Linked DNA regions of Macaca mulatta: regions 1 and 3 are each linked to region 2. A link is a contact called in public Hi-C data. All regions are on one chromosome and are shown on one strand. The core of a region is the stretch at or near the end of the contact, and the rest is flanking DNA. Distances in the headings are between cores, read along the strand shown. Region 1 holds the start of ARL4C (ADP ribosylation factor like GTPase 4C). Region 2 has its middle 210 kb from the start of ARL4C. Region 3 overlaps LOC144333336 (a long non-coding RNA gene).

The links. A called contact is a pair of places that touch in the nucleus more often than the background predicts.
Region 1: a contact with region 2 is called in a Hi-C map of blood, with 5 times the contacts expected there. The contact joins the promoter of ARL4C here to the enhancer-like site in region 2. A contact is called at or near these places in 4 of 14 Hi-C or Micro-C datasets (CD4 T cells, blood, fibroblasts and 1 more).
Region 3: a Hi-C map of blood shows a contact between it and region 2, with 3 times the contacts expected there. The contact joins two enhancer-like sites. A contact is called at or near these places in 2 of 14 Hi-C or Micro-C datasets (CD4 T cells and blood).

Annotation. Positions count from the first base shown.
Region 1 is chr12:139,770,259-139,773,039 of T2T-MMU8v2.0, reverse strand. ARL4C (ADP ribosylation factor like GTPase 4C) reads left to right here and starts at 1,387. Exons shown (of 1, transcript XM_015111395.3): 1 at 1,387-2,781. The coding sequence starts at 1,912. The coding sequence ends at 2,490.
Region 2 is chr12:139,564,813-139,567,749 of T2T-MMU8v2.0, reverse strand. No RefSeq gene overlaps it. Among named protein-coding and RNA genes, the nearest start is that of ARL4C, 210 kb to the left of the region's middle. Within about 2 kb of position 1,624, at least 18 of the 40 cell types and tissues checked have an H3K27ac peak or open chromatin away from gene starts, as enhancers often do. A contact at or near this core is called in CD4 T cells and blood, where this site is marked.
Region 3 is chr12:139,702,128-139,704,999 of T2T-MMU8v2.0, reverse strand. The region is part of intron 1 of LOC144333336 (a long non-coding RNA gene); the gene reads left to right. Among named protein-coding and RNA genes, the nearest start is that of ARL4C, 68 kb to the left of the region's middle. Within about 2 kb of position 1,434, at least 15 of the 40 cell types and tissues checked have an H3K27ac peak or open chromatin away from gene starts, as enhancers often do. A contact at or near this core is called in CD4 T cells and blood, where this site is marked.

The sequences.
Region 1 (2,781 bases), core at 138-2,637, 210 kb before region 2:
AAGGGTAGGGGTGGTGGTGGCTTGTCATTCCTTTTACAGGTGGGGTCTTCTCACATGCTTTGGTACCAACGACATTAAATGTTTTTCTGTGATTTGTGAACGGAAGGTCATAAAGTATTTGTCTAAAATTCTAGCTTTTATTCATAAATGATTAGCATTTTCATTTTCTTCTCCCTTGACCCCGTTTCCATCGTTTCTGTCTCACAAGCTAGAGCTGGGAAGATGCGGTCGCCCATGCTGTGGCCGGCTGTCTCCTGCGCAGCAGCTCTCCCCAGATCTGTGTGTTTGCCATAATATACTTCTCCGCACCCAGGGAGGATATGCATTTGTTACGTGTTTGCAAACCAGAATAAAACCACTGAATCGGGGTGACAGGAGGTGGAACCCGTGAAATATCAGTGTTTGTAACCCACGATGCCACCAGCTCCAAGCTGTAGACACATTTTCTTTCAGCCCTCGGGGCTGCTGTTGCCATTTCTGTGGAGTAGTTCACCTGCGGGCGGGTGGTTCTCAGTTCCCAAAGTCGGGTGGCAAGGGGTGCTCTCCCGAAATGCTGACGCTTCCCCTGGGATGTCAGCAGAGTCGATGGGGACGGACGAAATGAGGCAGCCCAGGCGAGTGTCTGGGAGGGTGAGCTGTCCGAGTTACTTGGGGCAGGGAGGTCTTCTAATCCCCCATCGCGGCCTAGGTCCGACCCCTGCCCCAACCGCTGCCACCGGGCAAGAAAGGCTAGGCCTCCAGGGTGCCCTGGGCACAGGCCTGGGCTCCGGAGGGCGGCGTTGGCCGGGTGCAGCCCGCTGGAACCCAGGCAGGAGGCGAGCCTGGGCGTCACTAGGGGCAGGGGCCGGGGTCGGCCACTGCCGCGGCGCGAGGGTGGGTGGGGACGCGCCTCTGGATCCAGAGCGCAGGCTGGCGGCTCACTGAGGCCAGCCCCGTCCCGTCGCATCTTGGGGTTGGAGGCCCCGACCTCGCCGCCCTCACTCCTCAGCGCGGCGCTCTCCCAGTCACCCTGGCCCGCCCCGCCCCGCCTCGCGCCCAGGGCTGGGACCCGGGAACCCACTCCCTCAGACAGGCTGGTCGCCCACCGCTGCGGCCCGGCCGGGCAGGGCTCGGGTCCGGGCGGGGGTTCCGGGAGCCGAGAGCTATTTTTGCAAACGCGTCAGCCGCTGGGGAGGAAGAGCCGGCTCCGGGCCCATTGTGTCTGCGCCGCGCCGCGCGGCGCGGGAGGGGCCGGGGTTGGCGGCTGGGACGCAGCGAAGCGCGCGAAAACGGCCGGCAGGGCGGGGAGGACCGCGCCTGACCCCCGGCGGCGTGCGGGGCGGGGCCCGGGGCGGGGCGTGGGCGGGTCCTGGGCGGGGCGCGAGGGGGCGGGCCCGGGCGCCCTCCGGCCGCTGCAGGCTGGCGGCTGCTGCGGCGGCGCGGGGACTGCGGGGACTGTGAGGCGGCCGCGCGGACAGCGACTCCCGGGGAAGCCCGCGCCCCGGGAGCGGGAACTAGAGCAGGAGCGGCGCCGTTCCAGGCCAGAGGCGAGCGCCGGGCGCTGGGAGAGCGGAGAGCCCGGGCGCTGCCGGAGCGCGGGGGCGCGGCCCGAGGAAGCGACAGAGCGAGCCCAGGCCTGGGGAGGGCGCCGGGCGCGAGCCTCCTGCGTCGAACATCCAAGGCGGCTTCGTGGGAGACAAAGCCTCGCTTAGAGAAGCGATGCCCGCCGATCGCGAGCCCGGCCAGCGAGGGCGCGGGGCCCGCGGCGTCTGAGCGCACCGAGCCGTGCGCCCGGGGGGACGCCGAGCCCGGGGCCGGTGCGGGCGGCGGCGGGCGGGGCCCAGGTGCGCCCGGCTGCTTTGGGCCCGTGACTGCTCGGGGGGCGGCGCCCTCCCGCCGCAGCCGCAGTGGCCGGCGCCGCAGCCAGGAGCCATGGGCAACATCTCCTCCAACATCTCGGCCTTTCAGTCCCTGCATATCGTCATGTTGGGCTTGGACTCGGCCGGCAAGACCACTGTGCTCTACCGGCTCAAGTTCAACGAGTTCGTGAACACTGTGCCCACCATCGGCTTCAACACCGAGAAGATCAAGCTGAGCAACGGCACGGCCAAGGGCATCAGCTGCCACTTCTGGGACGTGGGCGGCCAGGAGAAGCTGCGGCCGCTGTGGAAGTCCTACAGCCGTTGCACGGACGGCATCATCTACGTGGTGGACTCGGTGGACGTGGACCGGCTGGAGGAGGCCAAGACGGAGCTGCACAAGGTGACCAAGTTCGCCGAGAACCAGGGCACGCCGCTCTTGGTCATCGCCAACAAGCAGGACCTGCCCAAGTCGCTGCCGGTGGCCGAGATCGAGAAGCAGCTGGCGCTGCACGAGCTCATCCCGGCCACCACCTACCACGTCCAGCCGGCGTGCGCCATCATCGGCGAGGGCCTCACCGAGGGCATGGACAAGCTCTATGAGATGATCCTGAAACGCAGGAAGTCCCTCAAGCAGAAGAAGAAGCGGTAATGCGCCCGGAGCGACCGGGGAGCGAGCGAGTGCGTCAAGAATGAATGGATGGATGGGTGGATGGATGGATGGATGGATGAGCGAGAACCCGCGCCCGCGAACAAAGACAGCGAACCAAAGCGATGCTTCGAATTTTTAAAACGGAATCTCTGCATCCAAATGCAGGACTGGTGACTTAAGGAGCTGCGAAGGCTGGTTTACCGGCCTGCTCTCGACCTGCCCCCCACCCCCAGCTCAGGGGACCTTTTGTCTGAACGCCAGAGCTACTGAAGGGGTCGGGGGACCGTGGTG
Region 2 (2,937 bases), core at 375-2,874:
ACACGCGCTCCATGCCTGGCTAATTTTTTTTTTTTTGTATTTTTAGTAGAGATAGGGGTTCACCGTGTTGCTCACGCTGGTCTCAAACTCCTGACCTCAAGTGATCCACCCGCCTCGGCCTCCCAAAGTGCTGGAATTACAGGTGTGATACACTATATTTCTTATAATGTAATGCTGAAAGGGCCTGATGAGTTTCTGAATGTAAAAGGTAGTGATGGAGGATTTCAGAAAGGTCACAAACAATAATTCCTCAAAACAATGATATCACTATCTCAATCAGTAAATTCATTCAACGTTGCCTCCTACATTTCTTTAAATATTACTGCATTGCAGTGATTCTGGTTATAATTCTACAGGCCATCAAAATATTTTCAAAGGCTACTTAATGTTTTTCTTGTAAATGTGAACATACTCATTGTATAGAATAAAATCCTTGCTAAGAGTAATACAAAAGCTTTTTTTTTTTTTTTTTTCCTGTTTGGTTTTCTTGTAATTTAATTTTAGTTTTTTTTTTTTCAATACAGAAGTGTTACATTTTTATCCAAACATGAAAAGGTATCTCCTTGATATCTGATACCTTCTCAAAACTGAACTATTGTTTCAATGCCAATTTCCTCATGCAAAGTGTTACCATTAGGGGAAACTGGGTGAAGGGTACACAGAATCTAGTATTTCTTACAACTGCAGGTGAATCTACAATAGCTCAAAATAAAAAGCTATTTTAAAAGCCTGAATGATTCACCTTCCTCACTGAGGATCTTTCACACTGTTATGTCAAAAGGAAATCTTGGATTTACATACAGTCCCTGGGAGATGGTTCAATGTCTTGTCATTTTTTTATAGATGAGCCCAGAAGAGAAGATTGTTGCTATGCTGTTGTCATTGCAGCTTTTCATTTTTTCAGTTGCATTTCCAAAGTAAACATGTCTCTTATTTGCAGCCTCTAAATTGCAAGATTGTCGCCATGGTTATTCTTGCTGCTCCTCTGAGCTTTATCACTTCCTCTCCGGATGTGGTTTGTTCTGCTTGTAGGTTTGCCTTCGTCTCAAAGGAGTGAAAAATGAATCATTTCAGAGTGCTCTGTGAACCAACATAGCACGACGTTGTCTACCTTTATATGATTCAGTCCAAACTATGTGGAAAAGTTCCTAGTTTAATTGATGTGGTCCCCTGATTGTTGTTGACAACTACAGATACACAGTCCTAGCCATGTGGATGGCAAAAGCAGCCCCATGTAGGTCATCTGAGGTGGCGTTCAGGTGGTGAAGATGGGGATTGTTTGTGCAGACAAAAGTTGTACCTGAGTCTCTTCCTGTCCTTTGCTCTCTTCTTGTTGATTCTGCAAGGATGTCTCTGGTCTCGAGACATGCTGTGGCTCATATGGTCACCTGTGGCCCTCCAGACTTCTATCACTCCCAGGCTCATTCCGAAGACCACAATGCCAGTGGTTAGAAGGCATCTGCATCTGACCCATAGGAGGTGAGATTCTCTTGGCTGGGCATGTCTGGTTGCGCGAACACCCTATAGTCGACTCATTGCCCTGTTTATGTGTTTTCTGTCACTGTTGCAGCCACTTCCTTCCTGGGAACTGTAGCACAGCCTCCCAGCCGGTGTCCCTGAGTCCCCTTTGGCCCTTCTCCAATCCATTCTCCACAGGCAGCTGGAGCAATCACTTTAAAATGCAGTTGATTACATCACACCCTTGCTGACTGCCTTTAGTGACTCCCAAATACCTCAGAATAAATTGAACCATGGCACGTGCTCCCCTGTCCCCTCCCCCCCACATGCCTGCCAGCTAATGGTCCCATCTCTGCAGGACACCCTCCAGCTGTGTGCATCAGGCACACGCAGGCCAGGGCCCCTTCAGAACAACTGTGCAGCAGCCACAGGGCACAGCATGGAGCTCAGGGATTCAGAAATGGGGAGGAATTGGGCTTGGTGTCCTTACCAGTGTCCTATGAGTTTAGGAGTGTGATATTATGAGATATATATTTGGTCTTGGACTCCATTTCCTGACACACAACTCCTAAAATCCTTAGAATCTCCAAAGTGATGTCCTTTTGAATGCTGATGAGTTGGCTAATGACTGGCAGCCCCTAGGTAGCTTCAGGGTGGGGCTGGTCATTGGAAAGACCAAGGCAGGATTAGAGGGTTGAGATTTTCAACCCCACCCCCAACTCCAGGGAAGGGAGAAAAGCTGAAGGTTAAGTTGACCATCAATGGCCGGTCCTGCCTATGTCATGAAGCTTCCATGAAAACTCAAAAGGACAGAGTTCTAAGAGTTTCTAGGTAGCTGAACCCATGGAGGTTCCCGGAGAGAGTCACACTCAGGGAGAGCGTGGAAGCTCCGCACCCCTTCCCCCAGACCTCGCCTATCCATCTCTTCATCTGTATCCTTTGTAACATCTTTTATGGTAAACCTAAGGGTTTCCCTGAGTTCTGTGAGCCACCCTAGCAAATTAATAAAGAGGGGGTCTTTATCAATTTATAGCTGGTTGTCAGACTTTCCAGAGGCCTGTACTAGTGACTGATGTCTGAAAGTCAGGGGTGGTCTTGGGGGACTAAGCCCTCAACCCCTGGGATCTGACGCTGTCTCCAGGTGGAGAGGGTCAGAACCGAACTGGAGGACATCCAGTTCATCCCGGTGTCCATGTCCAGGCGGTTTGCTCGGTGTGGGGAGAAAGCCCCACACGTTTGGTCATAGAAGCCTCCTGTGTTGATTGTTGTTGCGTAGCGTGAGAACAGAAGAAGAACTGTTGGAGTTTTTCCACCCTCAGAGTGTTCTCACTTCTGGCTCCACTTCCTCCTAAGGTGTCTGGGGCACGAGTTCTGCCGGATGGCAGTGTAACTGGCTTTGGTGTTGATCTATGAGTCACCTTTAGGGTGAGATGGGAGAGGCAGACTCACGCATGTGATTGCAGGGCACCAGGAGACCAC
Region 3 (2,872 bases), core at 185-2,684, 140 kb before region 2:
CCTGTAATCCCAGCTACTCAGGAGACTGAGGCAGGAGAATCGATTGAACACGGGAGGCAGAACACGGCCCCAGTGAGCCGAGATTGCCCCACTGCACTCCAGCTTCGGTGACGGAGCGAGACTCCGTCTCAAAAAACAACAAAGAAACGTTCCACAAAACAAATCCTAAGTTGGATTCTATGTCTGCAACAATAGGGAAATGATTAAGTAAATGAACGGAAAGAGTTATATAACATTTTTTTCAGGAATTTTTAGTGACAGTTAAAAACTTATTAAGGAAAAATGTCAAGAAATAGATTTTAAATTACACGGATATCAAGTGTGTAAAATACTTATGCTGAGAAAAAGGACTGGATATAGCAGAAGGGTGGTCGCCGGTAAGGGGTGAGGCTTCCGGAGGATCATGCTAAGTTTTCTGGGTACTTCCTGGTGTGACGCTGCACAGTGACGTGGTGATAATGGCAGGTTCCTGGAGGGCTTGAGGTGGGTGGGAAGTCTGTATTCTCAGGGAAATGCCTGGAATAGTTGTTGATTGAATGATGCTCTACATTCCTCAGGTTCCTCTGCAGAGTGCATTTCTTTCTCCCTCTCTCCAAGCGTGGATTAAATTGTTTTGAGCTGGTTTTGTCTGCAGCAATTGGTTATCTTAACTAGAGCTCATTTAAAAAACAACAACAAGGTAACGTGAATGGAGGCAATGTCCTAAAGTTGTACAGGAAACAGACCAGAAAGCAGAGAAATGGGTGTGGCGCAGAGGGGAAAGGAAGGCAGGGGTGGAAGATGGGGTGGAGGAGTCCAGCCTTCCCTTCCAGCAAACAGTAAGCAGCTTTGAGAAACAGGGAGGGGCAAACTGATCTGAAATGAAGAGGATGGCCTCCAGGATGGCCCAGCTAGAGAGAGTCCCACTATAAGTAATGCACTAAAACCTTGGCTACTCCTGGTGTGGCCTGGCCATGAGCCACGCCTGGGTGTGTTACAGACCCAGGCTCTCAAGCCCCAGCCCCAGGGCCCCGGAACCTGCTTGTCAATGGATTCTCCCTCGGGGAATTTGTGTGCATCAAATAAGTTTGATGTAACCTTTTCTGAGGGAGGGGTTTTCAGACCCTGCCTGCCTGGAGGGTGAGAGGAAGTGGCAGCTCAGAAAAATCTAGAAGGGAGAGACGGGGGTAGGAGGATTTGCCGGACACCCCAGTATCCAGAAGCAGCAGTGGCTGGCTCATGGTGCAAGCTAGGGAGCCATGTGGATGATGGGGTCGATTATTGACATCTGCTCTGAGACGAATCCCCCCAAACCTCATGTTAAACAATCAAATCTTAAATGATTGAGAGGTGCTTCACACTAATCTTGGCTCTTGAACAGTGGGAGCTGTTCCATAGGCTCAGTGTAATCAAGAACCATTCTCGCTCTGCTTCCGAGGGAGAAGGCGTTCACCTCTGCGTTAATTTCAGCTGTCTGGGGAGAGGCGCTCCCTGAACTTGGTTCCACCCTGAGTGGAGGGTTGCTAGTCCCAGAAGCCTCTTCTAAGTTTCTCTTTTGAAATCTGCTTTGGGCAACCGCATGGCCACTGCTTCCTGGAGAAATGGGAAGAGAAACGCTCACAGTTCGGAGGGTGAGAGTGGCTGATCCCTCCCCCATCTGTTGACACTCCTGGAAACTTTTGGGGACTGTGATGGGGCAGAGGGGCCTATGGCTGCGTGGGGAGCTTCTTCACACAGGTTAGATGCTGACGCTCCACCTGTCCCCGGCCACCAAGGTGATTTCCTGAGCCAAGGATCCCTTCTTGGATTCTGGGTCTCCCTCACTTAGGAAGTAGAAGAGAAACTTCCATTTCCAAAGTGCTACTCTGCCATGAAATCCGTCAATGCAGAGTGGCAGAACAGAGAGCGCAGCAGTTCCATTATCTGATGGAGCTCAGAGAGTGCAGAAAAACAAAGCGTTTCCCTTCTCAGGGTGTGTGTGTGACTTTTTTTTTTTTTTTTTTTGTCATTGTTAAACTGACACAGGGCGACCTGATAGGGGAGGAAGATCTGTGATTAACACTTTCTCACTTCGTCTTTGTAATCGTCATCATTTTCATTTCTTCCAGAAGTCTCAGGACCACCTTCAAAGACAGGTCCTGAGGGTTCACAAGAAACCTAGAGCTGGGCAAGCTTGCTTCCCACCTGCTGGGTTCAGCCCTAACTGCCCCTTCCCCAGTCCCGCCCCCGACACGTGCAGTTAGGGCACCAAGGCAGCCCTAACGCTTCTGAGGAAGTGGGTTTTGTGGGTAGGTGGAGTTCTATGTCCCAGAGGGTGAGGAACTGGGCGCCACACCCACCCCCATATGCAGTGGGTGGAGTGGCCTAGGAGACAAAATCTGGGAGGAGGGTAGGGAGGACCCTGGGAGAGTGGGAGGGCCCTCTGTGGCCCATCCTCTGCTTCTTTCCGCATGCCCCTGAGTGCTGCCTTGATGTCTTCCTTTCCATATAACTCTGGTGACACAGAAGCTCCTTGTGAAGTGAGCTTTCCTGCCTAATTGAAAGACACCAGCAGAACGTGACTCAGGGTGGTAGTTGCCCTGCCCTGGCACCAGGCAGGTCATCCAAACCTCCTCATTCCTCCAGATGAAGATGCTAAAGCATGGCCAGGTGAAAGGGGAAGGGCAGAGCCTGGGAAACTCACCCCCAAGGAGTCAGGTCCAAGCGGACGGGTCCCCAGGGACTAGCTGGGACAGGGGTCTGAAGAGACCGTCAGCAGGTCAACCTGCCCACCAGGCTCACCTATGCTGTGTCCCCAGGCATGGAGCCAAGGGACTGAGTTCCCTAAACTCCCTTCCCACCTCTGCTACGACCAGCTGAGCCTTATAGTCACTCCCTGTCCAGCCTCATTCCC